Regions from separate parts of the Sus scrofa genome. Here region 1 is linked to region 2. Evidence: chromatin contacts called from public promoter capture Hi-C data. All regions are on one chromosome and are shown on one strand. Each heading gives the region's core, a stretch centred on a gene start, on an enhancer-like site or on the middle of the called end of the contact. The rest is flanking DNA. Distances are from core to core; before and after follow the strand shown.

Region 1 (6,196 bases), core at 2,296-4,795, 180 kb after region 2:
AACCCCACCTCTGGAGTCAGCCTGGGTCGACCTCAAGACTACAAGCAGGGTGAGGGCAGGGCCTGGCCTTCTCTACAATGGCTGAGTGAATGCAGGGCTGGATGGACGAGTGACGGATGGGGAGCCCGGGGCTGATGGATGGACGAGTGATGGATGGAGGGTGGGTGGGTGGATAAGGAGTCGGGGCTGGGGGACGGATGAGGGATGGGGTGGATGCGGGGGTGCTGGGGGGATGGATGGATGGGGGATAAGGGGTGGGGGCATGCATGGAGGGATGTGTGGGTGGGGGGCTGGATGGATGAAGGATGGGTGGGGGCATAAGGGGTGGGAGGACGAGCACTGTACTGTGTGGACAGGGGGAAAGCAGGCGGGCGGACGGGTGGGCAGAAGGATGAACAGTTCTATTGAAGGGACTGATCTCAGGCTCTCTTGAGTCCCGGCCAAAGGGGGGAAGGGGCACGGAGTTGAGGGGACGGTGCAGGGGGCAGGGCAAGGCGCAGGGAGGCCTGCAGGGGCAGCAGGGCCACTCACGGATGCGTTCGGTCCAGCACTCCGTCTCGGAGCGGCTGCAGTTCTGCACGTGCAGGCAGTCCTCGTTGCTGACCTCGGCCTGGCAGGAGTAGCACTGCAGGGCGGTGCCTGCGGGGGGCAGGGGGCTCAGAGGCTGCCCAGCCTGCCCTCCCATAGAGCGGGGCGGGGGTGGGGAAGCACCTCATTTTCTCATCTGTCTGCCACACGCAGCAGGGAGCTCTGTCTGGTGGCTTCCGCACCCCTGGGGCCTCCAGGGAGGGCGCTACGCCTGAGCCAGTTGCTTGTAAGGGCCTGTCACAATGCCCCAGAGGGACGGGCGCCGGGCAGGTGAAGGCGGGTGGACAGGATCCTTCCTGGAATTGCCTGTGCCCCCGGGCCACCCTGCCTCCCTGGGTTGGGAGCCTGTAGATGAGCCCCCGGCCGGACCTGCTCTGTCCTGGTGGCGGGGGTGGGGGGGGCCCAGCTGTCATGATGCAGGGTCTCCTCCAGGCCAAACAACAACGAAGCTGGGATCCACGCCATCCCAGTGCCAACAGGCTCTGTGTGGCCAACCCTGGGCCCTGGCCCCGCCCACACTGGCCAGCCCCAGTGGCCTCCGGGCCAGAAGAGGACCTCGAGGCCCTGAGAGCTTTACTGGCCACCCAGGGATGGTGGGCTGGGGGAGACCAAGCCAGGCCCGAGTACAGATGGGAACAGTGCAGGCTGCACCCTCCCCCGGGGACCCGCGCTGCCCTCGCCGCCCACCTTGGAGGCTGGTGCTGGGCCTGGGGAGCAGGACCCAGTCATTCTTCCCTCCACGGCCCTTCTTCCCTGTGCCCTGTGTCCCCGCAGGCTCTCTGCACACCCTTGTCCGCCTGCCTCTCCAGCAGCCAGCCTGGCCCCACTGGAGGGACAGTTAGAAACAGACCCAGGGCCCTGGCTGCGCCGAGAGCAGCGGGGCTCCTCCTTCCCGCCGCTGCCCCCTCCTCCTCTCTCTCTGCCTCTCTGCACCCCCCCCCCAGGGGTCCACAGCCCAGCCCGCTCCCCTGGCCCTATCCCGTGGCTGGCGGAGGTCTCACCTGGCGGCAGGGCCAAGCCAGCAGCTAACAGGGCGAGGAGGACAGGCTTCATGGTCACAGGCAGGCAGCGGGCAGCTGACCTCGGGTGGTTTTATACTGCTCTGCTGGGGCGGGGGAGGTGGCTGCCCACGGTCGACACTAAGCGACAAGGGCCGGGGTGGGGCAGATTCCAAATGTCCAGCAGCCGCCAGGCCACACCCTCCTCTCCCTTTGTCCTCTTTCTGCTTCTGGAAGACAGAGCCTGCCCGTGGGCAGGGGCCACACTTCCCAACCGTGGCCAGGTCTCAGCCGGGCCGGGGTGAGGCCCAGGCCCCCATCTCCAAGCGCCCCAGACTCCATCACTCCTTCGCGCACCTCGGCTCGAAGACCAAAAGGCTTAAGGTCCCACGGAGGTGACAGGCCTTGATCAGTGTGGCAGACAATTAGCAGAGCTCGGCCCTGGGCTGGACACTGTCCACCCGGACCCCAGACCCACTCTCCACCCGGCTGTGTCCATAAGGACCCTATAAAGGCTTCCGCCGGCCAGGACCTGAGCTGGGGAGGTTCAGAGGTCAGCCACCTCTCTGCCTCACCCTGACGGCTGGGCCGAGGTGGCAGGGGCTCCCTTTCCTGACGAGCCCCTCCCATCACGCAGGCTCCCGCCAGCCTCTGGTAACCGCCTCTGCCCCTCGTCCCTCGGTTCCTGGGCAGGGGGTCGTCCCTGTTTTCTCTCTCAACCTGACCCTCCCTCTGTCAGCAGCCTCCCTGGGCTTCTGGAGGGTCTGGCCGGGAGCTGGCGGGCACAGGCCACACCTGCTGCCTGCTGGCCCCAGCGCGGCTCTGGAGCTGACAGTCCCTCTCCCGCGGGAGGACGCCGATCAGGCCCTGCGGACGGCCTCAGCGCCTGGATTTACCCCTGGAAGCTGGTCCAGGGTGTGTCAGACACTGGGAGGATGTTGCCAAGGAGTGAGGCAGGGGCCAGGGGCTCCAGCTGGGCGGGCCCGGGAGCAGGATGACAGGGCAGGGTGGGCTGGGGTGGCTGGAGATCCGGGGTCCCCCCACCAGGCCCCTACTCCTCCCACCAGGCCAGGCTCCGTTCCTCGGATCCCAGGGCCCAGAGTCGAGGGGAACACGCTTGAGGTCACACAGGGGTGGGGGTGGCTCCTCACCCGCACCCCTTCCTTGCCTGCTGCCCACCTGGAACTTTCTCTCAGAAGAGGCCCAGCCCCCAGCCCCTCGGCTCCAGAGCCTCACGTGGAAAGTAAAACATTTATGATTTCACTGTTTCCATGTGGGGCTGTCTGTCTGCCCCTCATCACCAGGGCTGGGGTGCCCTGGACTGGGGCCCTTCTTATCTGTTTGTGTTCAGGGCTCTTAGCACCTAGCACCAGGCTGGAACATTCATTCTTTAAATATTGACAGGTGCTTAAATGTTTGTCGATCTGATTTGATATGAAGTGATTCCTGGAGTCTGTAGGTCTCAAACAGGGGTGTTTCTGTGCCAGGGGATACGTGGCTGTGCCCAAAGACATTTTCCGTTGTTCTAACCGGGGGTGCTCCTGGCTCCCAGGGGTGCAGCCCAAGACTGCTGCTCAGCACTGTGCAGGGCACAGGGAGCCTTGGCAGGGCTGTGGGCTGAGTCTGGCCGAACCGACCAGAGCCAGGGGAAGAGGCTGCTCCAGGCCGTGGTGGGGGGAGGGGACCAAGTCGGCAGGACCCGTCTCCAGACTAAATAGCCCCTGACCTCTGCTTTGCCGGGGTGGGACCCACCACCCTTCCTTCTGATTTGTCCCCTTGTGATGGGAATGTTTGTCCCGGGCGGGTCCCACTTGTATCTGGGGGCACGTAGCTTGTCTGATTTCATGGATTCACAGTCACAGAGGAATTTGCCAGAACAACTCCTATCTCGACTCTCAACCACGTCTGGTAGAGATGAGACCTGGGCTTTTTTTTTTTTTTTTGGTCTTTTTGCCATTTCTTGGGCCGCTCCCGTGGCATATGGAGGTTCCCAGGCTAGGGGTCAAATCGGAGCTGTAGCTGCCAGCCTTCACCACAGCCACAGCCACACGGGATCCGAGCTGCGTCTGCGACCTACACCACAGCTCAAGGCAACACGGGATCGTTAACCCACTGAGCAAGGCCAGGGATCGAACCCGCAACCTCCTGGTTCCTAGTCGGATTCGTTAACCACTGCGCCACAACAGGAACTCCAGACCTGGGCTTTTGACGTTGGTGTTGGTGAGTTAAGGCGTTAGGGGTTGCTGGGATGAAAAGAGAGCGCCCTGCGTGTGAGAAGGAGACGGGAACCTGGAGCCGGGGGCTGTGCTCCGAATCGCCTCCTCCTCTGTCCACACGGCGAGGCCCTGCCCCCCAGCGGGTCTCAGAGACCTGGCCTCTGGGAAGTAATCGGGGTTTGATGAGGTCGTGAAGTTGGGGACCCATGATGGGACTTGGTGACCCTGTAAGACGGGCACCAGCTCTCCCTCCACACGTGGGGGTGCAGTGAGGGAGCCGTGTGCACAGCGGGAAGCCGTCCTCGGGGGTCCCTGACCTCAGACCGCCAGCACCCAGAGCTGTGAGAAAAAATGACTTGTCTACGCGACCCGACTGACTATTTTGCTGTGGCGGCCCAGGTGGAGACAGACGGTCCAGTGGTCACAGCTCAAATACGGACGCCCGAGAGACAGCTCTCAAGTGCCGTGCTGATCACAGTGACATCTGACTCGGCCCCAAGCGGAGCTCTCACTGGGATCAAGTCCGAGCCCCGTCCCCGGTCCCACACTGAGCCCACATCCGGGTCCCTCTCTGAGCCCCGTCCCCTGCCGTTCATGCTTTGGGCACACACTGGCACAGTCCCCCCTGAGCCCACTGAGCCGGGGCCCTTTGGCGGCCCTGCTTTCCGGGAAGGCCTGACACAGAGAGCAGCCCCTGCAGTCTCCGCTGGGCGGCCAGGCTGAGGGTGTGGCTGAGCTGTGACTCACCCTTAGCCCCTTCCTTTCCTCTGCCCTGCAGCCACCCCTGGGACTCCAGACTTTCCTGTTCCTTCGTGGCCCCCACCAGTTGCGTTCCCTGGAGATCCTGCCTGTTCACATAGCTCGGGAGTTTCCCTGATCTCCCCAGAAGGGGAAGCCGGGGCAGGAGGACCAGTGGGGGCGGGGGCGGTTCTGGGGAGGCAGGGTGGGCAGCAGCAGACCCCGCCTCACAGGGTTACAGGGCACAGTGGCTTGCTGGGGCTGCCGCACGGCCCCACCCACGCTTGAATGGACATCATTTTTGGATAACCCACTATTTTATGCAGAAGAATTTTTTGCTTTTTGGTCTTTTGAGGGCTGCAGTCCAGGCATGTGTAAGTTCCCAGGCTTGGGGTCGAATTGGAGCTACAGCTGCCGGCCTATGCTGAGGCCACAGCAACGCCAGATCTGAGCCACGTCTGTGACCTACACCACGGCTCATGGCAACGCTGGATCCTTAACCCACTGAGGGAGGCCAGGGATCGAACTTGCATCCTCATGGTTACAAGTCAGGTTCATTACCACTGAACCACCACGGGAGCTCCCAGAGCAATTTTTTAAAAGGAAGATGGGATGTCAGTTGCAAAACCACAGCCGGGAACCCCTTTCACGTTGGGAGACACTTTCCTGTGATTGGTCAGTTGCTGTCTGGGGGCCTGAGCCTGTGCGTTGGGGCAGCACTTGGGGGTGGGGGCAGTGCCAGGCTTCATGACGCCCCAGGGGATGTTCTGCCTTCCCTCCTCCCTCCCTGGTCCCTCCTCTCTGCCAGAGGGGACTCAGTCCTTGAGACAAGGCCCGTGGGTCTGAGCATGATGGTGGGAGCATCTAGGGGAGCCCCTGGCAGGTTCTGGGGGATGCCTATGATCCTGTACCCACGAGGTGGCAGCAGAGTGTCACAAAGAGAGGGCGCGGTGGCGTTCCCATCCCTACAGTGGTGAGCACGGAGACGGAGAAAGGCTAGGCAGGAGGGGTGTGAGCTGAGATTTAGAAATGCTGGGCTCGAGGGGCCTGTTAGAAGCCTTTGTGGGAACGCTGGGTAGGGCTTGGGCGTCTAGAGTTTGCGGTCGAGGTCCCGGCAGGAGACATGAATTTGCGAGCTGCCTGACTTGGCTGGTTTGCAGAGCCATGAGGCTGGAGGTGATCCCAGGAGTGGGTGTGGACAGAGACAAGAGCTCATGTGTGAAGCTGGCAGGCTGGGAATCGGCAGGGGAGGCTGAGGAAGGAGGACCAGGGAGCGTCCTGGGAGCCCAGGGTAGAAAGTGAACCGAAGGGGAGGGAGCTAGTGAAATCTATCTCAGTTCCCCGTTGCTGCTGTAAAGGACTGTAAACTTGGCTTAAAGCACCGCGCATTTATTATCTCATATTTCTGGAGGTCAGCAGTCTGACGTGAGTCTGATGGAGCCTGATGTATTTTATTTTATTTTATTTTTTTAAATAATGGGTTTTGTTGTTGTTGTTTTGTTTTGTTTTTTTTTTTGTATTTTCTAGGGCCACACCCTCGGCATATGGAGGTTCCCAGGTTAGGAGGAGAATCGGAGCTACAGGTGCCAGCCTACATGACAGCCACAGCAACGCAGGATCCTTAACCCACTGAGCGAGGCCAGGGATCGCACCCGC
Region 2 (6,199 bases), core at 1,943-4,442:
TGGGAGGACAGGCTGGGCTGCGGGGTGGGCGGAGGAGCTCTCACCACGTCGCCCAGAGGAGGCTGAGGCCCAGGGGGAGCAGGAGCCCCCCTGACGAGGCCCAGAGACGCCCCTGCCGGGCGGGCGGCCCGTTGCAGAGAGACCCGGAGCAGCACTGCCTGACGACCCTGCGGGTCATCCCGGAGCCTGACAGCCACGCAGACTTCATGTTGCTGTTGGGACATCTGGGAGCACAGCGCTTGCTGAGCAGAACTCCCACCCCGAGTCCTGCGCAAGAGAAGGGAACGCGTCCAGGGCGGCGGAGGAGCCGTGGGGGTGGGGGGTGCCCTCCACGAGGCAGCGGAGGCCGGGACCACACCTCGGAGTCAGAGAATTGTTGGTTCCTCAAGGGCTGCGGGGTAATTCCTCCTGATCCCCTCACAGGCCGGGCCCCGCGTGGCAGCGGGCGCCTGGCTGCCCAAGGTCACCTTCCAGGTCACAGCAAAGACAAGGTCCAGGACTGCTGGCCCTGGTCGGAGCGCTTTCCTGAAGCCACCCTCGGCCTGGACACTCGGGCAGCCCAGGGTCTGGGGGACCATGGGCAAAGGCGGCAAAGCCAGGCAGACAGAAAAGGGAGGGTCAGCGGAGGACCGGCCGCCTCAGCCAGGCTCACAGGCGACGCGCAGGGACCTGTGAGGGACCATCAGGGGGAGGCAAGACACTCAACGCGAGCCGAGCTGTAGCCGAAAAGGGCCACCTCTCCTGCGCTGGGCTGGCTGTGCCGTGCTGGCTTGTCCCGCATCTGCTGTGTGCCCTGCACCACACTGAACCACACTCTGCTGTGACACGACAGCTCTCCGCACGGATGGCATCGAATCCGAGGCTGCTCAGCGCACGTGGCTTAGGACAACCCCAAGGAACGAAGAGACGGGCCAGCCTCCTCCAGAAGCCCCCAACCTCGGGCAGCTGCCTCCCCCTCGTCCTTTGCTCGGGGCGAGGATCGGGCGGAGATGAGGCAAAGGCTGGACACAGGCGGGGGGGCCCCTGAAAGAAGCCCTTTGCAACTCCTGCTCCCTGGATAAGGGGTCTCCATCCCCCCAGCCTTCCAGGCCAAGACATTGGGAACATAAAACTTAGGGCAGCCAAAGAGAAAGGAAACAGTGCTATGAAACGAAGGCGAAAAGGTTCAAACGATGTTTGCTGAAAGGGTTAATGCCCTCGCCACGTGCGGGGCAGGGCCAGGGCCTCAGGCGGCAGAGGAGGGCTGGGCCTCCCTGATGGTACAATTCCTCTGAAAAGCCATGGAAACCTGCCAGAAAGGTAAAGGCGGAAAGGAAGCCTCATGCTCGCGATGCGGGGGTGACGCTGGTCCCTGAGCGGAGCAGCCCTGGAAGGGACCCCAGAGGCAGGGTCATACATCAGAGCCGGTCCTGCCTCCAGAAGCCCTGCCACCCAACATGCGCGTTCTTGTATCTTTGCTGGAAAATCAGAAGAGGGGAGATCTCCCGTGGTTCATTGTGGGGACCCCCCCGGATGAAGGATGCTCAAGGCCCCTGGGTCTTGAAGCCACAGAGAGACACAGAGAGGTCGCAGCTCTCCCAGCTGGCGGCCCCGGGCCATCCAGCGCAACCGGCGGAGCATGAGCACTTCCGGTTCTCTCTGGGTGGCTTTTTGCTTTTATAAAAGAGCGTTTCTAGCAGTTTGCTAGAGGACGTTTCCGAGGCGCTAGGGATCTGGGAGCCTGGCTGGTGAAATACCACTTAGGCCCTACAGTCAGCCAAGTGGCTGTGTGGCCTGTGGGCAAGTGTCCTGGAGCGCCCCTGCCTGGGGGGACCCTCCTCTCCCCCGGCTGCCCTCTCGCCCTCCAGCTGCTGACTTCCTAATGCAGTTATGTTGAAGGATCGATTTTTTTTTTTTTTTTGTCTTTTTAGGGCCGCACCCCCGGCATATGGAGGTTCCCAGGCTGGGGGGCCAGTCAGAGCCACAGCTGCAGGCCTACACCACAGCCACAGCCACGCCAGATCCAAGCTGCGTCTGCGACTTACACCACAGCTCGCGGCAACTCCTTAACCCACTGAGCGGGTACAGGGATCGAACCCTCATCCTCATGGATACGAATCGGGTTAGTTACCGCTGATCCACAAGGCGACTCCAAGGAACTCATATTTGGAAAGGAGAAAAAGATGGTCCCACCTCAGAGTCTCAGGTAGCGGCCGGGGTTGAGTGCAGAGGAAGGAGAGGCCGCGCCCCAGGCCTCAGGGCGCCCCTGCCCGCAGCCCCCCAAAGATTCGGCTCGAGTCACCGAGAAGCCCCTTCCGCGCTCGCCGGGGACTCACTCCGGACGAAGATCACCGTGTTGGAGACGCAGACCTCGTCGGCGGAGGCGCAGGCGGCGGGCCTGCAGGACCCCAGGCTCTTCACTTTGAAGCACTGGTAGCAGCTCAGGTTCTTGCCTGCGGGGAGCACCCGCCGCGGTGGAGCCGCGCCCCCGCCAGCCTGGAGCCCCTGCCGCCCCCGCAGCCCCCGGCGGCCCTTACCTGGCTCTGCGGCGCCGCCGGCGCACGCCCGCGACCCCAGCAGCGCCCACAGCACCAGAAGCAGCCGTCCCATGACGCCGGGCGGCTCAGCCTGCGGGGAGGCGGGTGGAGCAGAGGAGGAGGCTCCCCCGCCCGGGCGCCCCCAGCTCCCCCGCCTCCGTCCCCGATGGACCCTCCTCATTGGAGGCCTCGCCTACCCTGGTTCTCAGGAACCTCCCTCTCAGCCTGATCCTTCCCCCTGCACCTTCCCTCCCGGCTGCGGAGAGAGTCGGCCCACCAAGGGCAGGAGGGGGAGCGGGGCTCCCAGCCCCTCGCTCAGCATCTCCCGCTCAGGGGAGGGGCTCCCGGGGTCCAGGAGGCCTGGGGGAGGCGGCTCCCCGGTGGGTTCATGCCCTGGGCCGGCCTCGGCCCGGACCAGCTCCGGAGCGTCCTTCTCTTCCGGTAACAAACTCGTGTGGAACGGGGCCGGTTCACACCGCGGGCACAAGGGACCACACTGCTCCCGCCCCAGAGGCTCAGGAGCGCTGCCACGTCCCGCAGGTGTGGTGGGCGGTGCTGCGGTTTGGAGGCGGAGGGATCATGGAGCCGAGAGCCGGGGGCGCTTGGCCGAGGTGCAGGGCCTTCCAGAAGCGAAGCGTCGCGAGCCAGGCGCGGAGCTGGAACCCGGGAAATAAGGGTCCGGGGCCAGATGGGGAAGAGCGGGAAAGGGAGAGGGGGGAGAAGGGGGGGAAGGGGGGAAGGGGGAGAAGGGAGGGGGGAAGGGGGGAAGGGGGGAGAAGGGGGAGAAGGGAGGAGGGAAGGGGGACACTGAGTCTATCTTTTGGGGGGACAATTCCACCCAGTGCCAGAGGAGTGGTATCGAGAAAGGTACATGGCACCATATCCCTCAGAAGAGAAGCCGTGCGGCTTGCAGATGCTAACGTGGCCCCTCAGAGACAAGGCAACCACCGCCTTATGAGGCAGGAAGCAGCCCTTGTCTCCTGGGGATCTGCTCACCTTGAGCCAAGGGCAGACCCGAGCGCAGCAGTACATGAGAAAGGAGGTACCACGAGCCGTCTGGGTTTAGCCAGGGAGTGGAGAGTTGATTTACCTCTTGAAAATCAATGAAATGTGCCATATGAAAAGCCCAAAAGGGGTTCCCTGGTGGCTCAGGGGGTTAAAGAGCTGGCGTTGGCCCTGCTGTGGCTCGGGTTGCTGCTGTGGTGCTGCGGGGTGCTCTGCTCCCCAAGAAGGCAGGCGGTTCCGACGGCCCCTGCGTGGCGAGGCTGCTGACCCGCAGCTCTCAGTCCAGCTCCCAGCACCCCCATACAGGAGACGGACCGTTTCTTTCTGAGGGTGGCTTTGGCCTGAGCCTGTCTCGCTCAGATCCTTGGTTCCTTCCTCCCGTTCCCTTCCAGCCTCTCCAGCGATACCCACTCTGCCCAGCAGGTGCCCCAGGTACAAGGTCAGATCTGCCAGAAGTTTGCCTTTGTTTTTCATCGTGAAGGTAAGTGGCGTCTGTGGTCGCTCCATCTCCTGAGCGTGCTCAGGGCACGGGGAGGGTGGGGCCCTGGTCCCTGGCTCTGTGGACCTGAACTCCTTGCCTTGCCAGAAACAGCAGAATTGGACATAGGCGGCTGCGTTTGTCCTCGGGCAGCCCAGAACTCAGCGGGCTTTTTCAAATTGAAGATTCTGAATTTCTAATTGCTAATATAAATACATTTGGCTTATACAGATCTTATAGACAAGAACCCTTTTAAATTCATGGATTCAGGAGTTCCCTTGTGGCATAGCGGGTTAAAGAGCTGGCATTGTCACTGCAGCAGCTCAGGTCGCTGCTGTGGCACAGGTTCAACCCCTGTTCCAGGAACTTCCACATGCCTGCTGAAAGCACAGCCAAAAATAATTTTTAAAAAATAGATAGGGAGTTCCTGTTGTGGCTCAGTGGAAACGAACCCAACTAGTATCCATGAGGATGTGGGTTCCATCCCTGGCCTCACTCTGGGGGTTAAAGACCTAGGATAGCCACAGCTGTGGGGTAGGTCACAGGTGTGCCTCAGATCCTGTGTTGCTGTGGCTGTGGTGCAGTCCAGCAGCTGTAGCTCTGATTTGACTCCTAGCCTCTGAACTTCCATATGCTGCGGGCGCGACCCTAAAAAAGATAAAAATCAAAGCCATAGCTAGAATGATAAATTCACACTTTCTTTCCAATAGTGCTTTCTGCATTAGTCGGGTTCTTTACTGATGAGACACAATGGGAACTCCCTAGAAATTTTCTTTTATTGTCTCCTGTGTATGCTGGTAACGTTTATGAAGAGTCCTCAGGATTTTCTACGTAGACAAACATGCTTTTGCAAATAAAGACAGCTTTACTTCTTGCTTTCTGATCTGCATGCCTTTTATTTCTTTTCTTGCCTATTTGCCCGGTAAAAGGAGCAGAAATAGGCAGCCTTGCCTTGGGGAAGCGCTAGTCTTTCACCTTGAAATGCCCTCTTAGCCATAGGGTTTTCACACATTGCCTTGTGGGTGTGGGGAAGGTCACTTCTGATACTGATTTGCAAGGAGGGTTTATGTGGATTGAGTCAGATTTTGTCAGTGGCTTTTCAGCCTCTATTGCAATGAGCATATTTTCTCCCCTTTATTTGCTTATTTTATTTTTTATTTTATTTTTCCGGTCAGGTCAGGAGCATGGCCAGGCCAGCTGCTGTGACTGCGACCCTAGACCACGGGCTCCAGGGAAAGCTGCACTTCCCCGAGCAGCCGGAAGAGGGCGGCATCGCGCCAGGAGTCCCGGCGGCCGCGCGCGGGCAGGTGCCCCTGCGCCCACCTGGGGGGAGACACTGCAGGGAGAAGGGTTGAAGGGAGAGGAAAGCCGTCTCTTGAAGAAGGTCCCGGAAAACCAACTAGGAAGCAGAATGAATCTGCCTTATCTGAATTAAAACGTTTGAAAATATGAACGAACACCTTGCATCAGACGTTCAGCGCCTCAAAACAAAAACAGGCAATAAAAAGAAGACACGAAATGAGAAGTATTGAGCGTGAGGAAGGACATGGAGGAAAACGGCAAGACCGGCCCCGAAGTAAAGCCTCACCTGCCAAGTTCCAGGCAGCAAGCCCTTGAGATTGCGAGTCGGAAGCCGCAGGGAGACAGGCAAACGAGAGGACAGTCTGGCCTAGGTGGGCAGGAAAGGGGGTCGCCTCTTCCTGGACAATGACCCGGAATGGTGACCGCTGAGACAATGCTAGCAAAAATTTTAGAGACAGAACAACCCTTGGCGCCTACGTCCACAGCATATACAAAAAAAAGGGTTGATAGCAGCCTTCTCAGTGACGACATAGAAAGCAAAACGCTGTGAAGCAGAAATGATTTTTTTTTAAACTCAAGAAAATAAAGGCTGAGCCAGGTATTTTATAGAGTCACGGATATAATCAAGACTCAATGCTGTAGAAATTTTTTTTTTGGTTTTTTTTTTTGTCTTTTTGTCTTTTGTTGTTGTTGTTGCTATTTCTTGGGCCGCTCCCACGGCATATGGAGGTTCCCAGGCCAGGGGTCGAATCGGAGCTGTAGCCACCGGCCTACGCCAGAGCCACAGCAACGCAGGATCCGAGCCGCATCTGCAACCTACACCACAGCTCACGGCAACGCCGGATCGTTAACCCACTGAGCAAGGGCAGGGACCGAACCCGCAACCTCATGGTTCCTA

Evidence for each region. Promoter capture Hi-C pulls out the DNA fragments that hold promoters and counts their contacts.
Region 1: a promoter capture Hi-C map of fetal skeletal muscle shows a contact between it and region 2, with 4 times the contacts expected there. The contact joins the promoter of PSCA here to the promoter of LY6L in region 2. A contact is called at or near these places in 1 of 5 promoter capture datasets (fetal skeletal muscle) and 1 of 47 Hi-C or Micro-C datasets (heart right ventricle).

Annotation. Positions count from the first base shown.
Region 1 is chr4:1,480,700-1,486,895 of Sscrofa11.1, forward strand. PSCA (prostate stem cell antigen) reads right to left here and starts at 3,546. Exons shown (of 3, transcript XM_021088785.1): 1 at 1,590-3,546; 2 at 532-639. The coding sequence starts at 1,641. All of the region lies in intron 1 of JRK (jerky protein homolog), which reads left to right.
Region 2 is chr4:1,296,993-1,303,191 of Sscrofa11.1, forward strand. It overlaps LY6L (lymphocyte antigen 6L), which reads right to left and starts at 3,193. Exons shown (of 3, transcript XM_021088762.1): 1 at 2,517-3,193; 2 at 2,316-2,432; 3 at 1-267. The coding sequence starts at 2,697. The coding sequence ends at 41.